3 separate regions of the Mus musculus genome follow, and regions 2 and 3 are each linked to region 1. Evidence: chromatin contacts called from public HiCAR-type and Micro-C data. All regions are on one chromosome and are shown on one strand. Each heading gives the region's core, a stretch centred on a gene start, on an enhancer-like site or on the middle of the called end of the contact. The rest is flanking DNA. Distances are from core to core; before and after follow the strand shown. Region 1 holds the start of Slc9a2 (solute carrier family 9 (sodium/hydrogen exchanger), member 2). Region 2 holds the start of Mrps9 (mitochondrial ribosomal protein S9). Region 3 holds the start of Gpr45 (G protein-coupled receptor 45).

Region 1 (2,700 bases), core at 171-2,670:
GGGAGGAAAAGGGTTAGGCTCTGCCTGTTTCAGTAAATCTTTACAAGGAAACAGAATCTTCACAGGCAGTTCCACTTCAAAGCTGGAAAACTGATACATTCTGTGCCGATTCTGTATCAACCCTGAGACCCATTCTACTTCGGGCTAGAATGGTCCCTGCCTTTCCCAGACTCAAAGGTTCCTTGCTTGCCTCTATTCAGATGGCCTCCGACGACTGACATCTCACAGATTCTGTTAGACCTTTCTGTGTCAGACTGAGGGGTGTATAAACAAGAGCCGGAACCCTGTGGGAAAGATAAGAATTTTTATTTTATACGTTTAGGGGAAACCGTGTGGGTTAACTGGGAGGCAGATGGTTTGGTTTCGGTTCCTTTCAGTTTCTCACCGTGAGGACACCGGGACAGTGGGATCGCAGGCAGGGCACCTGGCAATGCCCCTGCGGAAGGTCGGGCTCGGGAGAAGGGCCAGTTGGCGCTGGGAGAATCCCGCTTTTCCAAACCGCAGTCCATCCTGTAATTAGCCGAACAAGTCCGTCTAAGCTAGGCAAATCACTGGTTTTCCACGAAATAGTTATGTTTCTGATGCCCTCAGACAGATTCACCTCGAAGCCTAAAAACAGAGACTTTTTCGTCCCCAAAGCTGGGGGAGGGAAGAAAAGTGGAGTGCACACTGTTACAAGGAGTGGAAAAGCGGAAAGACAAGGGTTCTGGGAGAGCGTGGGAGCGCTGAGTTCTCAACCGGGAGTTTCGGTGCGCAGAGAACAGGCTGTGTTCAAGGTGCTTTGCTCTTCCTTCTCATCTTTCCGAGGCCCCGAGAGGCTCCCCTCGGTGAGTCGGTCTCTGCAGACCCAGCAGTGGCGAAGGCTCCCCAGTTCCTCCGCGCCCGGCGTCGCCTCCCTGCCTGAGCCCGCGGCGCCTCCTCGCGTGCCAGCGCCCCGGGGTGTCTCCTTGCAGGAGCCTGCGGGGGGAGGGGGCAGGGCGCGACGCGTGGGTCGCGTCGGTCCCAGCCCTGATGGACGGCCGACGCTGCCTCCGGGGCGGGGACAGCTCAGGCCACCGTGCGCACCGAGCACCTAGTGCACCCACAGCTCCCGGGCTCCCAAGAACAGCGGCTCTTGGTCCGCGGGCGGGCTAGAGAGCGGCGCGACCTTCGCCCCCGCGTCGACTGTGGGTTGCGGCAGGTGCGCGTCGCACCGGGTCTCCGCGTCCTCCCGCCCCGCCACCGGGGCGCCGCGCCCGCCCCGCCCCGCCCCCGTCCCCGTCCCCGCCCGCCCTCGGGCCGCCCCGGGCAGGGCCTGTAGCTGCCAGGCATGGGAGGGCGGCCGGCGGCGGAGGGCGGCTGAGCAAGGCTGAGCGCGGCCGAGGGACCGCGCAGTGGCCTCCTGTCGCTGCGCGCTCCCCTCCGGGCCCTGCGAGGTTCACACCCACCGAACTGGTTGGCGACAGGGCCCCGACCCCGTGGAGGCGGTGGTGTGGTACTCTCGCAGTCCCGTTGAGTTAGTAGTGCTGTCCCTCCCGCGATGCTCTGAGGGAACCCAGATCCTACACCAGCGTCCTCTGCTGCGCTCATAGCTGCCGACCCCATGGGCCCCCGGGGCACCGCGCACAGCGTGCGGGCGCCACTGTCTTGGCTGCTGCTGCTGCTGCTGTCTCTGCAGGTGGCAGTGCCGGCGGGCGCGCTGGCCGAGACCCTGCTGGACGCACCCAGGGCCAGGGGTGCCAGCTCCAACCCGCCAAGTCCTGCCAGTGTGGTGGCCCCGGGAACGACGCCGTTCGAGGAAAGTCGGTTGCCCGTGTTCACCCTGGATTACCCCCACGTGCAAATCCCTTTCGAGATCACTTTGTGGATCCTACTGGCCTCCTTGGCCAAGATTGGTAAGGAACTGTACCCGTGGGTGGGGGCGGGGACGATCAGACTGGGGATCCTGGTGGGTGACTCGCCAAGTAGGCAAGTAGTTGGTCTCAGATAGTGGCCAGCTCCTCCTGCACCAAGGCAGCCTTGGACGGACAGATTAGCTCCTGTGGTTGAAAGATCTCCTGTTCTTAATCCGACGCTGGCCTTGGAAAGCCGGGAAAGACTGGCCCATAGCATAGAGACCCACTGTGAACTTCTGCTTTGAGCGTCAAGTTTGACAGGTCTGTGCCAAAGTTGAGGGAGACTTGCTTGCTAACTGAGGCAGGGCTTAGCTAGATTGTATATCATCTACAAGTAGAGAGGAGAGTGGAAGTGGGCAAGATCTTGGATGGGAGAGGGTGCGTTGGCAGAACACAGACCCTCCTCATGTCCCTGTCTGATGAGGTGCTTAAATTGGGACTGTGGACACCTAAATGCTTGCCACTACAACACCAGTGCCCTGTTCTTTCTCTCTGGGCTCTCTGGGCTCCTTCCTCTCTAGAAAGCCTTTTCTTCTTTAGAGGTAACTGGAGCCAGGGAGACCAGCTATTAACAAATAATTAACCCATCCCCAAGCTCAGCCCGTTTTCTCATCTGTTAACCTGATCACTCCATCATAACGCCCGCTCACCATTTTACTCTGTATGCAGTATTAAAGCACATTCGCTATCGCTGTACTGTTCAAAATGTATGAGGTCAGAAGAACGCGGTGTTTTCTATGCTTTTGCATTCACCTTGTGGGATGCAGCTTTCCATACATCTCAGCCTTTCTTAGGGAACCTTTCTGATGATCAGGGTGAGGCATCG
Region 2 (2,700 bases), core at 119-2,618, 2.2 Mb after region 1:
GGGAATGGGATCAGAGAGTGAGAAGAGGCCACAGCAGTTCTGCTACAGATAAGACTAGAGGATTGGATTTGGAGAGATAGAGGGAGAGGTAAAGATCTGGAGTTAGCCTACCTGCTTTTCTGGCCAGCACTGCCTCGCCTCTAACTTATTCTTCTTCTCCAAATACTAGTCCTGGACTTCTGCCACTGAATGAAGAGATTTTCACTAATGTAAAGGAAACAAACAAAGGGGAAAATAATGATTTCCCCCCTTTACTACAAGCATCCTATTTGGAGGGGTTTTTTTTCTTCTATTTTTCTGAAGCTATGCAATTTCTATTTCCCTAGAGCTGTTTTATGAGGTGATAACTGTACGATGCCAGCACTTACTTCATAACTTAAAAAACAGATTTCTAATTTACATGTATAAATATTTTGCTTGTATGTATATGTGTCTGTACATCACAGACATGGTTGATCCCCTTGAAATTCAGAGAAGGTGTCAGATTGTTTAGAGCTGTAATTATAGATAGATAGGTAGATAGATAGATAGATAGATAGATGTGATAGATAGATAGATAGATAGATGTGATAGATGTGATAGATGTGATAGATAGATAGATAGATAGATAGATAGATAGATAGATAGATAGATAGATGTGATTTTCCACAAGAGTTCTGGGGACCAAACCCAGGTCCTCTGAAAGAACATAGAGTGTTTTTAACTTCTCAGCCTCTTACTCGGTCACCTTGATCTCGTTTTCTGAGTATGTTTTAAACTTCTAATGATAATTTCAACATTATCAAATTATTCAATGATAATTTTCAACATTGGAAAACCCTTTAAGAGTGATTTATTCAACCACTTGTATCTGGTAGAGATAACCCTAGACTTAGGGTTAGGAAGTTCAAGTTTCAGAAGGCAAAGACAGTTCCTGTGTCTGCAGCCACTCTTAATGGCTTTAAGGCTCAGAGGCAATCAGGGAGAGCCATGAAGTTGAGCAGGGAGGTGCTTTTCCTCAGCCTGTGGGTCAGACAGCTAAGAGTCAACACAATGTGTTGGAAGCCAGAATGGTTAGTTGCTGGAAGAAGAATGTCTTGAAACAGATCTTTAAAACGGGCAAGTTCAAGGGGGAGCAGAAGGCCCTTGCGGGAAGGCAAGCGGACAGGAAAGCCAGCTTGGATTGTTGGAGTGAGAATAAGACTGTGGAAGGCTTGTCTGAGCGTGGGTACCAGGAACTCAGCTAGGACTACAGCTGCTAGTAAGCCGAAAGCCATGTGCAAGGCAACCTGCTGCCGCGCACCCAATCAGCGGCGAGGGGCTGGACTACAGAACTCCGCCCCTAGTTGCAATTGCTAAGGAAGCGCTTCCGCCTGGGAGGTCTGCGCCTGCGCAGTCTCCAGGCTCCACCCCTTTCCCCTCCCGCCAGGATGTTTCTTACGGCCAACATGGCCGCCCCCTGTGTGTCCTGCGGCCGAGTGCTTTCCCTTTGGTTCACTCCCGCTGTTAGAGCTAGCCTCTGCCAGAGGCCCGGGTACTGGACAGCCTCGGCGGTTGGCTGGCAGACAGGGACCAGGTTCCAGGTAAGGTCCTGGGAGCTGGAGCTGGCGGTCCGTGTGGTAGGGTGACGTGAAGCCGGCCCACCTTCCAGGGCTGCCAGAGCCCTCAAGGTAGAGGTCGGAGGTCACGCTTGGGGATCGGGGAATCGGCCGCGGACGGATCCTCTGCAGCCTCTCCCTGGGCTTTGAGGAGCAAAGGGTTCGGCAGATGGAGTTGGGTGGCTGCCTGGGTCTTGTGATTCGTCCCGGGGAGAAGGGGAGCCGAACTCTGCGCGACCCGGAAGATGTCCTGGGCAGAGTCAGTCTGTGGAGCGAACTGAGACTTTTTACAAGTGCTCTGCGTTTGCGGAATTTCAGTTTTTGTAATTTTCCCGAAACTTGTGTGTGTGTGTGTGTGTGTGTGTGTGTGTGTGTGTGTGTGTGTGACATTAGGAGAGCAGAATTTGACCGCTTCGCTCAATTCCGGGGTCGGTGTGAAGCTGGGATTTCTAGCTTGAGTCTTTGCTTGTCGCCCGTTTAATGTGGCTCATTAAAAGTGGGAGAAAACGAGCTTCGGCTGTAATTGCACTTAAAGTGTCTGTGGCATATTCTACCGGAGATTTCCAGTAGTCCTTTCGGTGGGTGTGCCCGTGACACAGGAGGAGACCTAACTTTGAAGTCCTGTTACCTTGCAGGTTCTAATGGAAACCCAGGGAATAGCGCGCAGATGGTGTCCTGCAAGAGTAGGCAGATGAACAGGCCGAAAGAGAGGTCTCAAGAGATTGAGAACACGCGGTCAAACAAGTGGGGGTTGGAAAACAGAACAGTTTGAGTAGAAAGAGTACGAAATGTTGGAAAAGCAGTACTACCACCAGATATTGCCGAGAAGTTAAACGCTGGATCTTAGAACTGTTTTACAAAATGACTGGCCACCTTTTTCTGTTATTTGATGTTGTAACATAAACCAATTTGTCCATTGATCTGTTAAACATCTGGGTTTCTTGGTTTTGAAAATTGGAAAATGTGTTGGACATTTTTATTTCTTCTATACATCTCTTTGAGACACATAATTGCATATGAGAGGAACTGTAGCATACAAAATATGTTTATTGGTAATGATTATATGGGCAGGTGGCTCTCACTCTCCTATATTCTGAACCTAGTGTACCCTTCTTCTTTCTCT
Region 3 (2,700 bases), core at 14-2,513, 2.3 Mb after region 1:
GCCTCTCAGACAGACTCCATCCACACTCCTAGTTTCTCCCATGAGAAAACAAGGCTCAGAGTTGTCAAGTCATTGGCCTGAGGGCACACAGCTGAAAAGAGGTGAAAGACAGAAAGCCCGATAGTCTGAGACCAGAGTCTTCATCTCGATCTATTTACCTATCTTCTGCATAGCACAGCTCTGCAAGACACTCACCAAAGGGCACCCCTCTGCTTTGCCAACATGAGGCACATAGTAAACCCTCAGATGGCCCGAGTCTGTCCCTAGCATGCTGCCTACCGAGGAACCAATAGGCCATGCATCTTATGCTGTGTGTGGCCCTAGGACTCCAACCCAATCAGTGAGGAATCTGGTTCTCTTAGTAGCTGCCCAGCTTCCCCGTCAAGACTCCAAGGATCAGCAAGGAACACCTCAGCCGACCTCTATGGCTTGTAATCTGCACTTGGGTTCACTGAGGTAAGAACTGAAGCTCTTGGAATTTAAGGCGACATCCTGCTTGTTCTTTTTTTTTTTTTTTTTCCTGGAGGGACAGGCATCAGTCAGTCACATTTGGCAAGGAATTTGGGAGACAGTCGCAGCAATCTGGCCTTTGGTGGATCATTGTTGATTAGCTCATGGTATATAGGTTCCCACCTAAGCCAAACAGCACAAGTGAATGAAGCCTGGGGCCTCAGGGAAGCTCCGACAACTAGAGCCATGTTTTCAACTGGAGTGGATGAAAGATTGGAAAATTCTGGCCTGCCTTGAGGTTGAAGATGGTTTGTTTCACTATTCCCCTTTGACTTCACACACACACACACACACACACACACACACACACACACACACACACACACACACACTGAAAAGTTTTCAGAATATGAAAAAAAATCAAAATCACTCTTGTCACCAAGATGCAAATGACTGAGTCAAGCCATGGAGTTACTTTTCCCAAAGAGTCGCCCATGGGAGACTCAAGATCTCACCTGCCCAATTGTCATCCTTAGTGGTCCGCTAAGTACTAGGGTCCGTGCTAGAGAGGAACAGGTGCCCAACAGGGTGGTTCACAAAGGGCCCCGACCCTCCATCACCTCTCAGCTGGCTCTCCCTCACCAGAGCCTCCGGGCACTTAACCTTCAGGTCTGTTCATCGGAGGAGGTGGATAGGGTTGGCTGGTCTGGGGTAGAGGTCTGTAGGAAAGTGGGCGCGGGTTGCTGGGAGCCGCGCAGTTGAGGCGGGGAGTCTAGCAGGTTCCTAGGGTTGCCCGCAGACGCGGGGGTGGGTGGAGACGATCACGATTGAGTAGGAGCACACAGGCGCACTCACTGCCTTCCTCCTTCCCTTCCTCTTCCTCCCACCCCGCCCCAGGGGGGGCGGTACCCTGGTCCCTAGGGGAGGTCTGCACCCCCGGAGGGTGGCGGCCCCCGAGGAGGGCTGGGGTTGGGACTGCTGCGGCGGGTGGCAGACGCCGCGGGCCCCTCCCCCACGCTCCCTCGCTGCCTCCCCCTGCTCCCTGCCCCTCCTCCTCTCCATCCTCCCCTTCTTCCTCCTGGTCCCCGGCAGCCGCGGCTAGGGGAACAGCCGGCGGCACCGGGGCCGCTCAGCCTTTGTCTCGGGCCGCTGGGCGCATCCGGGCCCAGTGCAGCGTAAGTGACCGGGGCCAGGGCCGGGCCGCGGGGGGCTTGGTGGGGCGGGCCCTGGCGCGGGTGCTGCCTTGCGGGGTGGAGTGCGGCGGAGGGGAGGCCGGGCCGGAGGAGCCTCGGCTGTGATGCTCGGGCGGCGCCAGCGCGGGGGCGCAGAGGGGCGCGTGGCCGGCTCGCGGGGCGCCGCAGCCTCGCGCCCGCGGACGTGCGGCTTGGGTGCAAATCCTGTTTCTCCGGGCAGAGGCCACGCGGGGACGGCGGAGGCTGCGAGGACCTGCAGTCATGGAAAAACGGGAGAGGAGCCGGCCCAGCGTCACCACCGCCACTGTCACCACCATCACCATCACCACCACCATTTCTGATCGTCGCCCATCCCACTACCCCGCCTCATCCCCCATCTCATCTCCCCGTGTACTGCCAACTCTGTCAGACCATTTCCTTTACATCGGGTAATACTTAGACAAGAGATCGCAAGTGAGAGCAGCTGCTGTGGGACGTTCATCCAACAGGCCACTGAGCTGCCTCGGTTTTCCCCATCAGAGAAAGGGGCCTTAGGACGCCTTCCCCAGATTGCCACTGAGGTGGGCTGGGTGTCTGTTTAATCTGGATTTTAGAAGGGACAGAGAGACATGTCATTTGTTAACGATGAAAGTGACACCAGGGTAATGGCTTCATCAAACCAGAGGTTTGCAGTTTGAGAGTTCATCTCTTATCTTTTAAGTATCAAAGTATTAATAGAAAATGAAAACGTAAAGAAATGAAACTTTGACCGAACTGTTCCGAAAAAAAAAAGAAGCAGAAGCAAGTATTTTGTAGGAAATTCACTTCAGCTTGCTAAGGGCAGTTCACTTTGTTTAGAGTGGACAGTGTCCTTTTTTTTTCTTTTTTTCTTTCTTTTTTTTTTTTTGTGCTGCATTTCTGATGAAGCTCATTTTATTTTAGAGGCATACCATATACCCCTAGGTGCTGTTCACCCCACCTGAACAGCGTCTTAATTACTGGGTTTCAAAACAGCCTTTTGCCAGCTCAGCACAGAACAGTGAGACTAAACAGGCGTTCCTAGAATGTGTCCAGGCAC

What was found. A called contact is a pair of places that touch in the nucleus more often than the background predicts. HiCAR-type assays count read pairs that join an accessible place to other places.
Region 2: a HiCAR-type map of astrocytes shows a contact between it and region 1, with 6 times the contacts expected there. The contact joins the promoter of Mrps9 here to the promoter of Slc9a2 in region 1. A contact is called at or near these places in 4 of 39 promoter capture datasets (the 3T3-L1 cell line, embryonic stem cells, hippocampal neurons and 1 more) and 1 of 115 datasets of contacts at active chromatin or transcription factors (astrocytes).
Region 3: a contact with region 1 is called in a Micro-C map of embryonic stem cells, with 4 times the contacts expected there. The contact joins the promoter of Gpr45 here to the promoter of Slc9a2 in region 1. A contact is called at or near these places in 2 of 39 promoter capture datasets (hippocampal neurons and liver) and 1 of 484 Hi-C or Micro-C datasets (embryonic stem cells).

What each region holds. Positions count from the first base shown.
Region 1 is chr1:40,680,292-40,682,991 of GRCm38.p6, forward strand. Slc9a2 (solute carrier family 9 (sodium/hydrogen exchanger), member 2) reads left to right here and starts at 1,421. Exons shown (of 12, transcript NM_001033289.2): 1 at 1,421-1,874. The coding sequence starts at 1,583.
Region 2 is chr1:42,849,865-42,852,564 of GRCm38.p6, forward strand. It overlaps Mrps9 (mitochondrial ribosomal protein S9), which reads left to right and starts at 1,369. Exons shown (of 11, transcript NM_023514.4): 1 at 1,369-1,562. The coding sequence starts at 1,428.
Region 3 is chr1:42,951,609-42,954,308 of GRCm38.p6, forward strand. It overlaps Gpr45 (G protein-coupled receptor 45), which reads left to right and starts at 1,264. Exons shown (of 2, transcript NM_053107.4): 1 at 1,264-1,625. Gm39633 (a long non-coding RNA gene) reads right to left here and starts at 1,110. Exons shown (of 3, transcript XR_865396.3): 1 at 966-1,110.